Linked DNA regions of Mus musculus: region 1 is linked to region 2. The links are chromatin contacts, called in public Hi-C maps. All regions are on one chromosome and are shown on one strand. Each heading gives the region's core, a stretch centred on a gene start, on an enhancer-like site or on the middle of the called end of the contact. The rest is flanking DNA. Distances are from core to core; before and after follow the strand shown.

Region 1 (3,159 bases), core at 570-3,069, 460 kb after region 2:
AGCTATTCTTTTTTTTTTTTTTTCCATTTTTTATTAGGTATTTAACTCATTTACATTTCCAATGCTATACCAAAAGTCCCCCATATCCACCCACCCCCACTCCCCTGCCCACCCACTCCCCCTTTTTGGCCCTGGTATTCCCCTGTACTGGGGCATATAAAGTTTGCAAGTCCAATGGGCCTCTCTTTCCAGTGATGGCCGACTAGGCCATCTTTTGATATATATGCAGCTAGAGTCAAGAGCTCCGGGGTACTGGTTAGCTCATAATGTTGTTCCACCTATAGGGTTGCAGATCCCTTTAGCTCCTTGGCTACTTTCTCTAGCTCCTCCATTGGGAGCCCTATGATCCATCCATTAGCTGACTGTGAGCATCCACTTCTGTGTTTGCTGGGCCCCGGAATTCTTAACAGCGTGTGGTCCTACAGAGTGTACTTTGATTATTTTCCCTGTATTTCGCAGAGAAATGAATGCATGGGGAGAAGACAGTACATTAAACCCAATGGATGATGTTTTAGGTCATTAGGACTTAATACTCTGGAATTCCAATTAAGGGAGTGTTTGTGGGAAAAAATTCACATTCAGACCCTATGTATACAGGGTTTGTAGTCTTCCTTCATTTCCCTAGACGATATAATTAGCATATACATGCACTGTAACCTTGCACCATTCTCCCTATTAACTGTAAAAAGACTAAGGTTCTTTTGTGCATTTTAAAATGTAAATACAGATTTCAACATTTTATTACTTAAATATTTTCCTTTTATACCCTAGCAAAGTACCCATCCCATCTCCTGGGTGTGGACGCCTTACTGTGGTGACGATCACAAAATATCATGGTTCTTTATTTATTGTTGCCATGGTAGCAAAGCTTTTTCATTGTGAACTGAGAAATGTGCAGGGCAACAATGATGAAGCCTAACTTATGTCATGATTTCAGAAAGGTTCAGTGCATGCAACTCAATAGCAATGACCAGTTGTTCTCTTTGTTGCACACCATCATTGTAGCAGAGCCTGACTAGTTCTGTGGTGCATTCCCCAGGTTCCTGTAGGTCCTTCATCCTAGGATATAGCAAATGTCACATCAACCTGAATCAAGCTCAACCTATAGCCTGTAGTTGAGTTGTGTTATCAGAATCATGAGTGATAAATGTTAGCATGTGACTTTGTGAGTTTTTCATCAGCTTTAAGTACTCCAGTGCCCTCTTAACCTTGTTCAGAGTTAAGTTCATAGACATTTGGATGTACTTGAACATTCTCTGAACAGTTCTGCCCCAAGTAACCTGATTCCGACTTGGTTCCCTAAATATATTGGCATGAGACAATCCTAACAGTCTATGAAGCCATCCCCAGACACACCATCCTTTTTCATTTACAACTTTGAGGTGGAAAATGAATACATGTGAAGTTGGTCAAAGAATAAAGCTACACATATGTTACAGAAATAAAGGGATTCACAGAGGCATGAAGACTTCCATGGATGCAGAAGGAAATAAGAAACCAGTGTTTTGAAGGCTGCAGCTTCAGGATGGAAGGAGCTGTCATAACTCGGACAGAAAGACTAGAACTCAGAAAGATGTCTGGGAAGCCTAGTGTCTAACACGTGAGAGCTAGACAAGGTTTGCTAAGTGCTCATGTTTGATAACACTGCTGCAGATGCCTTCCCAGGAACACTAACCTTATTTTTACTGCTGCCTTCCCACCCACGTTCTTCCCATTGGTCTTGAGAGTTTCTCATGAAAATCTGAAGGTTCTCAGGAAAGTGCTAAGAAAGGCTCTCCATCTTAGGTAGAGTGCTCAGCGGTGCAGGCAGACAGCAGATGGTTTCTGCAAAGGTCCTGGCAGTGTTCTGTGTTTGCTCTGCCAGCATCAATCCAAAGCTTTGTGGACCTAGTCTGTTTGGTTCCTGGATCTACTCAGATGCTAGCTGGCTGTGACAGAGGGGACATCCCAAGCCCCAATCGTGCTCACAGACATCCATGGAGTTTCCTCTCTAGCATGTGGTACTGTAATAGGTCTCACATCTGTCTCCTCAATTTGGCTTCAGGTTCCTAGGGGGTGAGTTCTCTTTACCTACCTTTGCTCCCTCAAAGACTGGAATTTTTGTGTAACTTAGTATACCATCTGTACATAGAAAGGATTAAATGTGGTGTTTCTGTTTGTTTTAATTAACTTGTTTTGATTTGTAAAGAAGAAGAAGAAGAGGTTGGGAAGGCCTTTACCAATTACTCTAAACCATAAACATGACTACTCTCACACACCACCACCCCCAGTCCCAGCATTTAGGTCATGCATATTTTGCATCAGGGATTCTTGCCATACTCATCAAAGCTGTTTCCTTGAGAGGCATGGGTCTGGTTTGTCTCTTCAACTCCAGGCAGGGCTTCACTCCAACCAGATGGAAGATCATCTTTCACTACTTATTTATTTAAATCGAAAAATTTCACTCTTGCTCTTGAATTTGCTTGAGGATACAAAGAGATAGTGGTCCAACGTTGTTGTTGCGGTTTAATCTCAAATCCACATAACTTCTCTGTGATCCGGCGGAATATTTGCATTTAAGAGAAACCCTCTTGGGCTCATTGCTGGAATTTGCTTTTACTCTCAACCTGCCCAATCAGTCTCCCAGCTTCTAAAAATACACTCTTATTTTTGCTCTCTTTTCAACTTGAAACGGACACAGAATGCGGACATCTCACACTATTTACACTCCCAGAAAGCTGTCAGCAGAGGTGCTGGGGAGACAGTACTTAATCTTGATAAGAAAATAGAATGTAAACACAGCCAGCTGAGTGAAATGTTTTACATTGGCCTTTGCTCTTACTGCCCTCACGTGTGTGTGTGTGGTGGCAGCTACCAAGACATGCTATGAATCCCCACTTTCGTCATAGAGTCCCATCAGCTGGGACAATTGCTAAGGTTTTCTTGTTCCTCAGTTTCTGGGCACAGCCAATCCACCAAATAATCATTAGCCCCGGCTTCTGGATCATCCCTGCTTGTGGAGGATAACTATTTCACACATGTTTGTCTTGGTCTCTTGTCTCTGCTAGCACAATTCGGCAGTTTAGCAGGAGTTATGTGGCATTATGAACAAAGGTGTCTCAATAAAATCTCACAGATGCAGCTGAGCTTCTGCTTCAAGCATGTGTCAGAAGAATCACT
Region 2 (2,850 bases), core at 164-2,663:
ATTTAATATTTAAGCATAATATAAAAGGCTCCCAGTCCTTAGCACAACTGACTCCATAAAACTCAGTATGTAGATAGTACCACTTGCCAGAGTGAAAAGGAAGACCGAATCTATCAAATGCACTAAGCTTGCCTTTTGACTTCTGTAATTGCTTTAGCCTAACTGTGCTTATTAACTGAAGTATGTCAACCGAGGAATTTTTTTTTTTTTTTTGCTTAAATGCTCACTCTAAAAGAATCTGAGCTTTAATGAGATCCTGAACACCCAGTGTAGTTGCCAGTTGGCTAATAAAGACTTTCTACTGGCTTAACCCCGGTCTGAGTAGTCTTATCTGATGGATACCCCACAATAATACACATTTCTAGGCCTTTTTTGTTTTTGTTTTTGTTTTTTTGGGGGGGTGAGGGGGAAAGCAACATCTCACTCTGTATTTCATGCTGGCCTTGAACTTCAGCGTGATCCTCATACTGCAGCCTCCAGAATGCTTGGATCACAGATGTTCAACCACCATTCCTTAGAGTATTTCGGGCCAAATAACAGTTCTATCAAATTGCTTTCTAACAAATGCTTTTCTGAATCTGCTAATCCTGGAAGAGGCGTTCAAAGCAAAGACACTCTGAAATGGGTGAACTTTTTCTGATACTCCTATTTCGTTTTTAAGGGAAAGTCTCATTACATTGCCCACATTGGTGGTCTTGAACTCATGGACTTAAAACACTTTCCCGCTTCATCTCAAGTAGCTGGGACTATCTCCCCCCCCCCCCATTCTTCTTTTTCTTTGTTTAATTATAAACACATGGACTACCACTGGACTATGAAGATGTTATTTTTTAGTGATGAAAACTTAGTACAGTAATAGCTATACAGTTCTTTGCAGCCATCTAAGCATCTTTACAGCCCATCCAAATTTCCTAACAACCCTATGATAGGGCTAAGTATTAGATTTGTATTAGGAAGGAATTAGAATTCTAGACTGATAGACCTATTAACTATTGTGTCTAAGGTAAATCAATAGTTATGTAGTTAAATGGCTATGTTAGCAGCAGGTCCTTTTGTTTTTAGCAACAGGATTGCTGCTGAGGCTACAGAACAAGTGAAGATTTTGGAAAATCTGTGACCGGAGGATTGGAAAAGAGGGAGAAAAGCAGGAAAAAAACTTAAGGGTAAAACTGAAAGAGAAAGAAACTGGAGCAGAAATTAATGAGTGTCTGGACATAGTGGAGACTAGGCTGGCAGTTTGGGACTATAGTGCTTAAGAAGGAGTTCAGGGGTGGATAGGGCGGCGCCTACCACAAATGGACTAGGTTATGCATAGGTGACAGGTGAGGGTGATTGACATGGGCGGGGCCAATTGGATAGGTGTGGCCGACGTGGGCGGGACGCAGCTCTGTGGAATGGGTCCTCACGGAGCTCTTCCGGTGTTGCCGGTAGAGGGCGCCGGTCGAGGAGCCACCGGCGGAGTCGCAAGGTCTGACCACACAGCAAATTCCAGTCGCTACAGCCGCCGCCATGAAGGCCGTGGTGCAGCGCGTCACTCGGGCTAGCGTCACAGGTCAGTCGGGCGGGCCGGGGAGAGAGCAGCCTCTGACCCCCGCGACCCGCTGTTCCGTGTGAGGGTTCCCCGCAGCCCCGAGTTACCGGGCAGCCTCTGGGCAGCGCCGTGGCCGAGAAGATCCGGCACGTGCCTGGCCGCTCATGGGTTCAGGCTCCGTGCTTTCGTTGCTACATAAACCCTCATCTCCGTCGTCATCACCATTATAATCATCATCATTATCTTTGTGAGTGTGTGTGTGTGTTCCTCACAGACAAGGTGCCAGAACCTGTGAGCATCCCCAGGGCCCGTTGTTGAATGCACTGTTGCACAAACAACACATAGGGGAGATTTCCGGAGCGGAATCGCTCGTTTATCCACCGCTCTGTCTGAGATGTAGCATTTTAACAACCCCCTTTTGCATATCTTTTCTTTTTAAAATAGAACTTGGCTCATGATAAAATGGACAGACGGAGGAATTGCTAATTGTTTGAGCTCTGGCAGCTTTGAGCAAATATCTGCTGGCATCCTCACTGGGTGCAGAACATCCCTTGCTTGCACCTGGATGTCGGTCTCTGAACCTTCAGCCATGGGTCAGAACCACAGAATTCAAGATGACGTGCTTCTCTTTCCCATTAATTAATATAGACCCAGATGCTCAGCCATTAGCCATCAGTTGAATGTGGGAGGCTAGTTGAAATATTCAGGATCCAGCTACTGTAGTTATTTGAAAAGTGTTAAAAAAATAGAAACGACTGGTGCCATTCTTTTAGTCTTTTAAGTTAAAGAAATAAATACATTTATTTATTTGGTGTGTGTGTTTCTGTGTGTAACAGGCCAGAGAACAATTTAGATGTGCCACCACCATGTGGGTCCTTGGGATTCAACTCATGGAATTAGGCTTGGCAGCAAGTCTACCCATCACTCATTTAGCTAGCTTGCTTTCTCTCTTTCTTTCTTTCTTTCTTTCTTTCTTTCTTTCCTTTTCGAGACAGGGTTTCTCTGTTTAGCCTTGTCTGGCCAGGAACTCACTCCGTAGACTAGGCTGGCCTTGAACTCACAGATCCACCTGCCTCTGCCTCCCAAGTGCTGGGATTAAAGGTGTCTACCACCATTGCCCAGCTGTGTTTATAGAGGCAGAAGTACATTTTCAGGTCAGATGCCAAGGCCTGTAGTCACAGCCACTTTGGAGGCTGGGGAAGGAGCTGTGTTGAGCCCAGGAATTGGACAACAGAAAGCAGATTGGACAACAAAAGAGTCTCTAAGATTCCCCCTCCTCACCAAAGCTTCAGATCAAGCAATACAGATATCTTTTTCTT

What was found. A called contact is a pair of places that touch in the nucleus more often than the background predicts.
Region 1: a Hi-C map of uterus shows a contact between it and region 2, with 4 times the contacts expected there. The contact joins the enhancer-like site here to the promoter of Dtd1 in region 2. A contact is called at or near these places in 1 of 484 Hi-C or Micro-C datasets (uterus) and 1 of 9 other capture datasets (macrophages).

The regions. Positions count from the first base shown.
Region 1 is chr2:145,054,597-145,057,755 of GRCm38.p6, forward strand. No RefSeq gene overlaps it. Among named protein-coding and RNA genes, the nearest start is that of Slc24a3, 110 kb to the right of the region's middle. Within about 2 kb of position 1,820, at least 6 of the 459 cell types and tissues checked have an H3K27ac peak or open chromatin away from gene starts, as enhancers often do. A contact at or near this core is called in uterus, where this site is marked.
Region 2 is chr2:144,598,540-144,601,389 of GRCm38.p6, forward strand. Dtd1 (D-tyrosyl-tRNA deacylase 1) reads left to right here and starts at 1,414. Exons shown (of 6, transcript NM_025314.3): 1 at 1,414-1,552. The coding sequence starts at 1,510.